Regions from separate parts of the Zea mays genome. Here region 2 is linked to region 1. Evidence: chromatin contacts called from public Hi-C data. All regions are on one chromosome and are shown on one strand. Each heading gives the region's core, a stretch centred on a gene start, on an enhancer-like site or on the middle of the called end of the contact. The rest is flanking DNA. Distances are from core to core; before and after follow the strand shown.

Evidence for each region. Hi-C and Micro-C count contacts between places; a contact is called where the count stands out from the background.
Region 2: a Hi-C map of endosperm shows a contact between it and region 1, with 2.7 times the contacts expected there. The contact joins the enhancer-like site here to the promoter of LOC100192856 in region 1. A contact is called at or near these places in 2 of 25 Hi-C or Micro-C datasets (ear and endosperm).

Annotation. Positions count from the first base shown.
Region 1 is chr10:109,396,200-109,402,822 of Zm-B73-REFERENCE-NAM-5.0, forward strand. LOC100192856 (SAM domain protein) reads right to left here and starts at 4,266. Exons shown (of 6, transcript NM_001138045.1): 1 at 3,987-4,266; 2 at 1,583-1,647; 3 at 1,229-1,503. The coding sequence starts at 4,102.
Region 2 is chr10:109,854,027-109,860,649 of Zm-B73-REFERENCE-NAM-5.0, forward strand. It overlaps LOC100280503, which reads left to right. Exons shown (of 12, transcript NM_001153423.1): 3 at 2,585-2,701; 4 at 2,836-2,939; 5 at 4,830-4,896; 6 at 6,245-6,378; 7 at 6,458-6,506; 8 at 6,584-6,623. Among protein-coding and RNA genes, the nearest start is that of LOC100280503, 16 kb to the left of the region's middle. Within about 2 kb of position 3,420, at least 1 of the 20 cell types and tissues checked has an H3K27ac peak or open chromatin away from gene starts, as enhancers often do. A contact at or near this core is called in endosperm, where this site is marked.

The DNA of each region.
Region 1 (6,623 bases), core at 3,016-5,515:
GGGATAAACCAAGGAAAGTCTTTCCCCCTAAAAGGGGGCTTCGAACCCGCAACCTGGTAACTCACAACTCAGTGAGCGCTCTCACAACTGCACTAGGCCTGCCCTTCTTAGAGTTGAACACAAAACAAAAACAAAATAAATGTGCAGCTATCCTGCAATATGCATCACATTCTCCAAATAATCAGATTTTAGCTACTATCATGCACTGATAAGGATTTGTTAACTGCTCAATATCTAATCAGAATATCATGATAGCAACATTCAATTATTACATATATCTACTACAACTACAAAGCAGCAAAACCATCGTGCGTCCTGGCCCGCCCGCCCAGGCGAAATTCCAGAAATTGGCAAAAAAGAGGCGGGATGGGGTTTTGAACTGTGACCGCTCGGCTAGGAGCGTTGAGTCTCACCACTGCAGCCCAAACTCATTTGTGTTCTACAGAGAATAGATATCGTGCGTGTGTGTACACACACACCCTAGGTGAAGCTTCACCTAACCGGTAAAGTAGTGACTGAGCGATACTCAGTCATTGCCGGAAATTACTGAGTGTTTTTCAGTAATTACCGGCTAGATGAAGCTTCACCTAGGGTGACAATAGCAACACGTAATCAATTAAACAGGGAAGCATTATGTAAAGCAATTGAATTGTCCTTGTTATGAATTCTGCAAACAGAAACCTAGAACAGCCCCTTTGATTAGTGATACATTTATTTTTTTCAATGTGAATCTCATCTTAAAAAAACAGATTGCAGAAAAGAAAAGGCATAAAGGATGCTTACTATTTCCTTGAAAGTATGTAACACTACAACTATATCAAAAATATGTCAAGATCAAACACTATATGCATAATTCATAATGTTAAATAATGCATTCCCCTAAACCAAATATATGGTTTTGAGCACAAAAATCCTGTTTTAACTAGAAAATGCAAATGCTCACATGGCAGTGGCCAATGGATCCGAATTTCATGCACATAGTTCATCATAATAAGTGAAACGAAAAAGGAAAATAGATGTTACTGTCCTTCTATATAAGTAATAGAATGCAGCAAACACAACCTAAAAAGGTACCGCATTACAACATAGTCCAAAAGGTCAAATCTTTTGTTTCAATCTGGAAAACCTCAAAACAAATTTCTTCTAGCTTTTGCCGAACAAATGAAATTCAGAATATGAAAAAAGTAATGGAAACTATGCATTGCACTATTCCTAGTAGTATGCGTACCTTTGGCTGAGATGTCTTCTTCAATGAAGTCTGTTTTGGTGCTCTCTTGCTTTGACGTGCAGGCATTTCATCAGCAGTTTGACGCCTTGAGATGTTAACAACCTCTGATACTGGCTTTGGCTTGGGCTTTGGATCAGCATTTGATGGCTGTGGGTGCATTATACCAGATAGCTTCTCACGTAAATCACGCACACCAGAACTCCTTGTGCTGGTAAAGCTTTGTTGTGAACTTCGCCTCTGAAGCTTCAATCGCAAATCCTTCGGATCTATTGATTCTTAAGACAAAGTACAGATAAGTGTTAAATTGGAACTGAATATGAAAATAGTGCTGCATATAAATGAGAAAAAAGATACTTGAAGCTGGTTCATCGTCTTCCCGATACAGATCATGCTTCCATTTTTCATCTATCTGCCGTTGCCTACGAGCAAACGATAATATGAGTGCCCCACAAGTTATTACATAGAAAAGTTGGCACAAAAGGAACGACACACAATAAAATTATGTGAACCATTTAAGCTTTAATATCCCTGGGGTAACCCTAGTTGGTGTCATGGGAGCCAAGGTAAGAGTTTTGATCTGATTTTGGTTTATTAGAATTCATAATACTACAACATGTTGGAAGCTTGAATTTGTTGACAGTTAAAATGAGTAATGGAGGAAATAGGATTTACTAACATTAGCAAAATTGCTAATTCTTATGTTATAAGCATCAGCAATAAACTCCAAACTAAACATCATACACAGCACAAACACTGTCATCCTCAAGGGAGCCACAGTTCCTCCCCCCCTCAGACAACAATCTCTACTAAATAAAGCACCAGTTTCTACGGTTCCATTGTCATCACTTTTGCAAAAATCTCCTTATATTTCTTTGTAATCAATTCATCAGTTTCCATTGTTCCAGCTTTATGAAAAAGGTAAAATTGTGCACAAGTTAGAGTTCAAACCTTGGTTGTTGCCTCTATATTCACACTCACCTAACCAACCGAACATGAGAACACACATATAAACAAAATCTAACTATGTGTCGGGTACCGTAATTAGGGGTACCCCCAATACTCATTAACATGGCTGGAAAACATCCTCAAAACAAACTGTAAAGACTGGCAAGAACAGCTCAAAGTAAAAGCCTCGTCTACCAAGGGACGTGATCTCATCCGAGCCCAGCCTCGGGCAAGAACAGTAGTCCCGGACGGATTCACGCCTCGCCTGAGGGCCTCCTCAGGCAGTGGGCGCACCCTCGGCTCGCCCGAAGCCAAGCTCGGGCAAACTTTGTCGTGCAGCGACCTCGGCTAAATCGCCTTACCAACCGACCGTATCGCATGCGCATTTAATGCGGGGATCGCCTGACACCTTATCCTGACACGCGCGCCTCAGTCGGCAAGGTCGAAGTGACCGCAGTCACTTCGCCCCTTTATTGATCGTTCTGACAGGAAAACAGCACTATTCACCCTGTTCCGACTACTGTGCCAACCACCAGGGTAAAACTAACGACAGTAAGTCACGACCTCCCCCGAGTTCAGCCTCGGGCGCAACAGAGAGCTCCGCCTCGCCCGATCTCAGGCCTCGGGAGAAGGTCTCCGCCTCGCCCGACCCCAGGCCTCGGCCGGGGCCCCGGCCTCGGGAGAAGGTCTCTGCCTCGCCCGACCTCAGGCCTCGGCCTTAGCCTCGGCCTCGGGAGGAGTCACATCCTCGCCCGACCTCAGCCTCGGCCTCAGGAGAAGTTTCCGCCTCGCCCGACCTCGGCCTCGGACCGACTACGCCACTGGGGATACATCATTACCCTACCCCTAGCTAGTTGCCTCAGGCTACGAAGGAACAAGACCGGTGTCCCATCTAGATTACTCCGGTAACAGGTAATGATGGTTCCCTGCGTGCGTCCATGACGTCGGTTGTTCTCAACTCTCTACGAAAGCAAAGAAACGTCAGCAGGACCCCGGGCCGCAACGCCAGCTGCGCTTCTACAGGGCTCAAGTACTTCTCCGCCGGCCACGTTAGCACATAGCTACACACCCATTGTACAACTGGATCATCTCCTTGTATCTATAAAAGGGGATGTCCAGGGCCTTCTTAAAAAAAGGCGGGAGAGGAAGAGTGGGAGAGACGCGGAGGAGGCTAACTCAGACACCTCACCTTAAGGCCGAACCCTCTCCCTCTCTCTCTCGCGACGCTTGTAATCCCTACTACGAGCACCCCGGTGCAAGATAAAATAAGCCTCATCCTCCCTCTTGTGTTCCATCTTGCATCAACCCATCTGGGCAGGGACACGCAGCGACAAATTCACTAGTTGGTTGAGGGTCCTCGCAGGTCCGAAACGCCAACACTATGTGATATAGAAACAGTGGTGATACTAGTACAAGTAATGCACCACACAAATCTACTCCACCACCTTAATCAGAACATAAAACCTATAGAGACAGCACGTACACACGTTGAAGTTAGAACTGAGGAACCAAGCTTAAGGCACTGCCTTCTTCCGATAAACCAAAACCCGAGCCCTAACCTAATTTGTCTGCACCAGCAATTCTTAAGCACGGCAAGCGCACGAAAACGGATCCTTCACTCGATTACGGATGGACATGGCTATTCTGATGATTAAAGAATACAGGAAAAGCGCGCACAGCTGATCCAGGGCAGGACAAATTTTCCAATCTGTAGACAACTAGACATCCGCTGCCAAGCGATCAAGAAGGTGGAGCCGTAAAAGCGACGGTAGCGGAGAAATCAATAGCAGCGGCGGCGGCAGCGTGCACTTACCTCTTGGACACCGTGTGACGAACACGGCCGCCGGCGCCCGTGCCGGCGGGGAGGTCGCCGTCAAGGCGGTCGTGGATGGAGCGCTTGCGCCCGGTGGAGATCTGGTCCGAGTACATCTTTCCGTTGGAGAGAATAGGGACAGCCGCACAGGTCTAGGGTTTCGAGCTGGAGCGGGGACGCGGGACGGCGGGGTACAGGCGTCGAGCGGAGGAGATCGCGGGAGGGAGAAAAGGGATAGGAGATATTTGCGAAAATACACGAGCCAACCCCTCGCTTCACCGAAATATCCACGGAGCATATCTCTACTCTCTATTGTACTTAAAGCACTAGTTTCAACGTTCGTCGTGCGTCATTTTTTTATAAAAAGACCCCTCGGTTTTACATGAATCAACCCGCAGTCCCTCCCTTCCCATTCGTCCCATCCGGTGATCAGTTTACAAATTGGGATCCCTTTATCCTGTCACCTTCGCCAACCCTAACCTAGCCTCCTTCCGCGGATCCAACCTTTGCACACCCGCCGCCACTAGAGAGCCATATCTCCCCAACGTTGCGGTCGCCGGCTCGCCGCGCAGGCGGGGGCAAGGGACGAGGATCCCGCGGCTCCCTGCTATATCCGGAACGGCCATGGATGTGGCGGCGGCTGTCGCAGGGAAGCCATTGACGTCAAACTCCGCTCGCCCACCGCGAGCCCGACTCCAAATGTGGCGAGCGGGTCCACTTCTGGGCCGCTACTGTCATCCTCCTTGTCGATGGCACACTCATCTTCAGTCGCAGCCACCTACGTCCTCCTTCCATCATCGAGCGACACCTCAAGTATCTCTCTCTTCGTCATCCCTTCTCCCTTTTATTCGAGAGGGGACGATCCCGACGACGAGGATGAGCTTATGCGTGATGAGGCAGAAGAGCACTCTAGGATGACGCCGACCGTCAGCTCCGGCGCTGTCACCTGCTCCTGTCACGGGGGCACTGCCTTATGTGCGGGCCAACAACAACCTCCCGTGTCGAATCATCAAGGTCTGCCTCGCGATCTGGTTGCCCTTCCTCACTCTCCCAAAATCTATCACATTCCCATTCTGCTCCGTGGAATCGGATATTGTGTCTGTTGGCCTATGCTGATGAGTAATCTATTTCAGTTTTGGATATGTGCAAGACACACTGGTTGCTCAGCGAACCAGGTGCCTAGCTCTCTTGGAATTTTGGTGTAATTCGAAGTTTGCTGCTACTGTATTAGTCTCAGTTCTCTATTGTTTGATTCCGCTTTTCTTCTCACATGTGCAACACCAGGGATAAGTGTGTCTCCGTCGGAGGAGAACAGGCGGTACTTCAATGTCATAATCCTTGTCCATGCGCATTCACTTTGCAGTCAATTCTCTACTATAATTAAAGCACCAGTTTCAACGGTCGTCGTGCGTCATTTTTTTATAAAAAGACCCCTCGGTTTTACATGAATCAACCCGCAGTCCCTCCCTTCCCATTCGTCCCATCCGGTGATCAGTTTACAAATTGGGATCCCTTTATCCTATCACCTTCGCCAACCCTAACCTAGCCTCCTTCCGCGGATCCAACCTTTGCACACCCGCCGCCACTAGAGAGCCATATCTCCCCAACGTTGCGGTCGCCGGCTCGCCGCGCAGGCGGGGGCAAGGGACGAGGATCCCGCGGCTCCCTGCTATATCCGGAACGGCCATGGATGTGGCGGCGGCTGTCGCAGGGAAGCCATTGACGTCAAACTCCGCTCGCCCACCGCGAGCCTGACTCCAAATGTGGCGAGCGGGTCCACTTCTGGGCCGCTATTGTCATCCTCCTTGTCGATGGCACACTCATCTTCAGCCACAACCACCTACGCCCTCCTTCCATCATTGAGCGACACCTCAAGTATCTCTCTCTTCGTCATCCCTTCTCCCTTTTATTCGAGAGGGGACGATCCCGACGACGAGGATGAGCTTATGCGTGATGAGGCAGAAGAGCACCCTAGGATGAGGCCGACCGTCAGCTCCGGCGCTGTCACCTGCTCCTGTCATGGGGGCACTGCCTTATGTGCGGGCCAACAACAACCTCCCGTGTCGAATCATCAAGGTCTGCCTCGCGATCTGGTCGCCCTTCCTCACTCTCCCCAAATCTATCACATTCCTATTCTGCTCCGTGGAATCAGATATTGTGTCTGTTGGCCTATGCTGGTCTGCCTCGCGATCTGGTCGCCCTTCCTCACTCTCCCCAAATCTATCACATTCCTATTCTGCTCCGTGGAATCGGATATTGTGTCTGTTGGCCTATGCTGATGAGTAATCTATTTCAGTTTTGGATATGTGCAAGACACACTGGTTGCTCAGCGAACCAGGTGCCTAACTCTCTTGGAATTTTGGTGTAATTCGAAGTTTGCTGCTACTGTATTAGTCTCAGTTCTCTATTGTTTGATTCTGCTTTTCTTCTCACGCGTGCAACACCAGGGATAAGTGTGTCTCCGTTGGAGGAGAACACGCGGTACTTCAATGTCATAATCCTTGTCCATGCGCATTCACTTTGCAGTCAATTCTCTACTATACTTAAAGCACCAGTTTTAACGGTTGTCGTGCGTCATTTTTTTTTATAAAAAGACCCCTCGGTTTTACATGAATCAACCCGCAGTCCCTCCCTTCC
Region 2 (6,623 bases), core at 2,170-4,669, 460 kb after region 1:
TAAACCGACATAGAGATAGAATGACCTTTTTATACATATAGGTCTGAGTCAATGATGTAAACTTTCGCAAGGGGCATAATTGTAATTTGTCACAGGCTGCGACCTGTGCCTATAAATAGATGAACAGTACCTCTGTACTGTTCACGGGAACCTGTCATTTGCTTTCGCATCACGCTTGTACTTTTGCCTTCCGCAGGACCGAAGGTACATTTGTAATTCAAAGTCATTTATATTCATTAATACAAGTAGAGATAATTCTATGACAATATTTAAATGTTTATTTCATATTCTATGATTTATGTGAATGCTTCATTCTTCGTTGTCATGCTTACGAAGGTATGTCCTTCGTAACCTTCGTCCGAGATGCTTTATATCCCGAAGGGATATATCGTTATGGAGGACGAAGGACCTTTACACTTAACATTTTTTGTGTTGCCTTGTTCTTAATTCTTAGCATTTGAGAACAAGTCCCCAACAATAAAGTTCCATCGAAGTACGTTGCACTCATTAAGGACGTTTACAACAATGTCATGACTAATGTTTGAACAGGTGATGCTGTCACATATAACTTCCTGATTAGAATATGGCTACATCAAGGGTCGCCTTTGAGCCCCTGTCTTTTTGCATTGGTGATGGATGAGGTCACAAGAGACATACAAGCAGACAATGTAGCTTCAGGCGGGAGTAAATAGGGGTTCGAGCCCCAGCCTCTTCATATTATGCGGGTAAGGCTTGACGCTTAAAGATACCCTTCCCCAGACCCCGCACAGTGCAGGAAGTCTACGACACTGGGTACGCCCTTTTTTTGCGTGAGACTCTAGAGTTCAAAGGTTTTAGACTTTGTAGAACTAAACCGAATATATGAGATGTGACTTCAACACTACTACTCAAGAGGAAGCAAATGTTAGTTTGGAAGTTCAAGTAGTGCCCAGGAAGGATACCTTTTGGTATTTAGGATCAATGACACCAAGACACGGGGATACTGATGAAGATGTTAGCCATATAATCAAAGCATGGTAGATACAGTGACGTCAAGCATTTGTTGTTGGTGTTCTATGTTACAAGAGGGTACCACAAAAGCTAAAAGGGAAGTTTCATACGACGACGATTAGACATGTTATGTTGCATAATATTGGTCTACAAAAAGATGACATGTTCAGTAGATAAGTGTGGTGGTGTTGGGGGCCTATATTATCGAAGATCCTAAAAAAACCCTCATCACCAAATTGAGAAGGTGTGTTTCAGGTACAATACAAACAACCAGCAGAGCTAACCTTTGTCAGAAGCAGCTCGCGAGTCAAAAAGGAGAAGGCGTGAAACTTCGTCTGTGCATAGGTGTTGCAAAGGTGTGTACTGAAGCAGGAAGCTCATAGTTGTTAAGGCGGTAAGGCGAGGTAAGGAGAGTGAACCCCTTTTTACCTTTTAAGCAGTAAAGCGTAAGGCGAGGCGACTCCTTAAATATGTTTAAAAATAAGAAAAATATTGATATTTAAGAAAGTGTTTAAGACAAAATTATTAGCAGAGAAGAGAAAAAAGAAAAAGAATAACCTAGCCAGTCAAAACCGACCCACCTGGCCCATTAAAGTTAGGTTAAGCCCACTTATTCATCCCCTCCCAACCCTCTCCCCATCTCTTCTCCCAGTCGACAGCCGCGTAGGTCCCTCTCTCTTCAGCACCAGCCGCACAACTCCCTCTCTCCCCTCTCCCCTCTCCCAGCGCTCTCTCCCTCTCTCCCCACCTCTCCCTGTCTCTCTCCTAGCCGTCGCCGTCGTGTCACCCTTCGCCCTATCGCCGCGTTGCCTTCTGCAACAGTCGTCGCACCGCCCTCTGCAGTCGCCGCGCTGCCACTTCCACCCATCTTAGGCTCTAAACCAAGGCGAGGAGGACGCCTTATGTCCCCGGCCCGCCTTACCGCCTAGGCGACGCTCAAGCGTCTTCGGTTTCGAAGGTCTTGGTGCACGAAGCAAAGGAGATGACTCGAAGGACTTTTTCAGCACAAAAAGAGAAGGATGGGAAGAGACAGTAAAAGGAGACTTCAAAGGATGGAATGTACTCAAATTTAGCCTTGAATGAGAGCGCATGGAAAACGGCCATCATGTGTCTGAACTTTGACTTGTGGTTTGTGTTTGGGTTTCAACTCTAGTCTACCCCAACTTGCTTGGGACTAAAAGGCTTTGTTGTTGCAGTTAGACAGTACTATCTGCACATGAAAAAAATGTTAAACTGGTGCAACACCATATTGGATATGTATAGGCCTATTTATGGTGATAGATCACACTGATCTAATGAGCAAGCTCTATCTGGGTGCATAGAATCATGGTCGAAAGGCGTTTTCAAGATTACCTGACTGATAAACCAAAAACATTGACCAAGTTAAAAAGAAGTGCATTCATGCCAAACTAATGTTTCACCTAGTTTATATGAGTTGCATCAGTTATTTTACGACAAGCATTTTTATTTTTCCCAGATGGATATTTCTGCCTCAGTGGTTTAGAAAATTTTCCCATGACAGCAAGCGTTCTTTGTAATATTAATTCCACAAGCACTGTGTAATTTGTATTCACAATAATGCTATTTTACGCAGGCTGTACTGAAGATCATCAAGCACTGTGAGGAGTTTGCGCCAGCTTTAGTTACAGGTCAATTGCTTGGTTTGGATGTTGGTAGTGTTCTGGAAGTGACCAACTGTTTTCCGTTCCCTGTGAGTCCTTGTTCCTTAACATTCTAAGCAGCTCAATACTGAATATGCAGTTTTCTGCTATGAAGGTCTCGCAGGCTAGTTGTTCTTTCACATTTTATAGGCTAATGGCTACCTTACTATTTTTTTTACTGAAGATCAGGGAAGAGGATGATGAAGCAGATGCAGATGGTGCCAATTATCAGCTTGAGATGATGAGGTGTTTGAGGGAAGTTAATGTTGACAACAATACTATTGGATGGTAAGCTAAGCTAATTTCATTCAGTTGATTTAGAAAGTCAGTGGTGGCTCGAGTTTTTTTTTACTTGCACATTGACACAAAATCCATCAACTTGGTTACTTGTGGATTATATATTCAATGATCTTGGACAAGCAAATAGTAACTCTTGAGTATGTATGACTGATATGTTCACAATTGACCTTAGTTTTCTTGGCCTTAAGTGTCTTTTCATATCACTTTAATTTTACTATGTTTTTATGTTATTTTTATTATGCAGCGGAACAATATAGGCATGTACGAAGTAGTTTTAAATGAAATTGTGAGATACATTTTCTGTTATGTGGTACAGAGAACTGGTTGATAATATTTTTGATATTTTATCCTGCTGAAACTAACAATTTTGAAAATTCACGTGCTAAAATGACTTCACAGATTTATTATCCTACATAAAGGACTGTTGACCAAAATTGTTGGAACCTTGTATTTGGTAATATTTGTAGGACGGAGAAATTGTGTATACTGCATGGGATGGTGGGATGTATTGCATTGAGCCTTTGGGGTAAATATATAGGAGTACATGGTTTGGAGATAAGGAAGGTTATCTGGAATTGCAATCAATCCAATCAATCCTAAACCAACCATATCAAGAGTTGCCTAATATACTCTTAACACCCCCTGCAGTCGTAGCGTTAGCAACACGAACGGACAGACTGAAGAACAATGGAGATATCCTCCACAGTCGAAACGTCGGTGTGAATGCTTCGACTAGAGTAGCCCATGCAGAGGATAGCCCCTTAGTGCCGAAGTAGTCAAGGTCAAGGTGGACGTGATTGAAGCCGCAGAGGAGCGCGCTGATCGGAAGCGTCAATGATGGCGCGCGAGTGCACAAAATCAGCAGCTTCTTACCAGGCATGTTCAACAGTACGTTGAACTGGCTGGATGGCGATGGAGACGGTGCAACTAAAGAACGCAACTTGTCTTCCTTCAGCAACATCGGCGGTAGTGTCCGAACTCTTTAACTACCACAAGTGATCAAAAGCATGACGTTGTTACTGCTTTTTTTCTCTCGAAAACGCAGGAGAACTGCGCCTCATATATTAAGAAGAAAGAAGAAAGAGGTCTGGAAAGACCAAATACAAGGGACTCCTCACAGAGGCCAGCAACACATAAAACTGAAACAATCCATCAGACACACACACAACCACTAGAAGCCGCTAAACCTCAGAAAGGAGGGCAGCAAGGTAGGAAAGCCCTTTAGCCCCTGCCACTTCCCAGAACAATCTCTCTTCCCCTGCTAACCGAAGGGATAAGGCCGAACTTGGAGTCCAACCATCAAAAACACATCTGTTCCGAAGTTTCCAAATTGTCCAGGCCCCTAAGGCAATTAAGGAGTTGAGTCCTTTTCCAGGCAAACCAAGCACGACTCCTGAGATTTGCTCCCACCAGCTCATGAAGGAAAGTAGGCCTGGCTATGGAGCCAGGCTTTCTAACCCAAAAGGTCTCAGAAGGTGAAACCAAAAGCCTCTTGTAAACACACAAGAGACAAGGAGATGGTCCAGGGTTTCTGCTTCCTGATCACATAACAAGCATCTTGTTGGGTGATCCAACCCTCTCTTCGCTAGTCTGTCCGCAGTCCAACATCTCCTGTGGGCGACAAGCCAGAGGAAGAAGCGACACTTTGGGGGGGGGCAAGTTTTCCACACCAACGGATAATGGCCAAAAACTGTTGAACCTTCGAAGAGGCCAAAAACGTTGTTACTGCTTGCGCAAGATTTTATAAGCTTTACATTTTGTTTTGTATTACTATAGTGGGATGGCTTTTAGTGGCAATTATTTCTCTCTGTACTAATCCAACTTTATCATACTATTTTTACTTATTTGCATTGCATTTCTTTGGGTCTACGCTTACAGGTATCAGTCTTGCTTGCTTGGATCTTTTCAAACTGTGGAACTGATTGAAACATTTATGAACTATCAGGTACGTGGCAGATAGATAAGCTAGGTTCTTATCCAGCCTTTCGCTGACATCGGATATTTCCCCAGCCTAAAAAATTCTACCACCCCTTTCCATTTCACATTTTCCTCGTATGTTATTATCATGACTGCATTAGTGGTTTAATCTGCTATCTAAGTATAAAAATAGCAACCTACCAAATAGTCGTATGGTTCAGAAAAGAAGATTATGTTGAATCCACTATCGAGGCATTTATACATGCAATGATGTTTGAGGTATCACACTCTAGGTTTCAATCAGTTTGGGGTTTCAAGTTCAGTGTGGTTTAACGTATTTGTCTAATGTCTAATGCCATGCTTGAACAGACCTCATGTATATTGGATTTGTGTTCCAACTCCAAATACTTGTCAAGAACAGAAACCACTGCAATATTGGAGATGGAGAGTTGAGTAGTAAGAAAGGGACAATTCTTTATGGTTGACTGTAATCTCATTGCTTTTGACTAGTCTATACTTAATAATCTATTAAGAACCTAATGTGGGCACCTGGTGCTACCACAACTTCACCCTCCGCGTTGACACTCTGGGCCCGCCGCATGCGCTCCGCTTCGGGAGCCGTGCCCTGTGGGCCCACGTTGGCACCTGGTGCTACCACGACTTCACCCTCCGCGTTGACACTCTGGGCCCGCCGCACGCGCTCCGCCTCGGGGGCCGTGCCCTGTGGCCCCCTGTGGGCCCACACCTAGCGCTCTCTCAGCTACTACGATGTGGACCCCAGCGCCCGCAAAGCCAGCTACTGCGCCTGACCAGCACCCGACCTCGCCCGCGCTGCTAACACCAGACCACATCCACATCCACATGTAACTTAATGTTTAGAAATAAACAATAAACAATAATTATATAAAAAAATAGTGCAGAGCGAGCACTCGAACCCACGTCCCCTGCTCCAGAAATTTGGGTCTAACCACTAGACCACACATACCTTAGTGTTTAGAAATAAACAATAATTATATTTAAATAAATATCTCAATACCTATTTATATGATATATAAAAGCTGTAGCAAAGCACAGGCAATTGGCTAGTAGATTAAGATGTATGATCCAACATGTTTCTGCATCTAAACATTGCTAGCATTTCAAGTGATTGAACAATCGTAGTTTTACTTCTTATTTGAGTATGTGGTGCTTCTCTGATGATAGCATCTTAATGTTGAATACAGACCTTACCAGTTACCATTTCAGCTCTGATTATACTTTTCAATGTTGATTTTCACTTAAAATGTTTTCCAATATGGTACCATTTCTTATCAGATGTCTTCCTAGCATGATCATGGTTTTTATTTTCTCCTATTTTGCATTTTCACTTGTTCCAGGAGAGCATCAGGAGATGTGTGTGCATTGTCTATGACCCATCTAGATCTAGTCAAGGCGTGCTAGCTCTCAAAGCCTTAAAGCTTACAGACTCGTTTATGGATCTTTACCGTAACAATGGTTTAACTGGGGAGAAGTACAACCTCTTTTCTGTAGCTCATCATTGTACTAGTTTGTACAAATATTTTTTATACAATGATTTTTTGCTGTTGCAGGTTAAGGGAGAAGAAATTGTCCTGGGTTGATATTTTTGAGGAGATACCAGTATGCACTTTAACATTTTCCATTTTGAGTTATAAGGATGAATTTAGCCTCAGGTGCTTTTCCTATTTGTGTCACAGATAAAAGTTTCCAACTCAGCGCTTGTCAGTGCCTTTATGA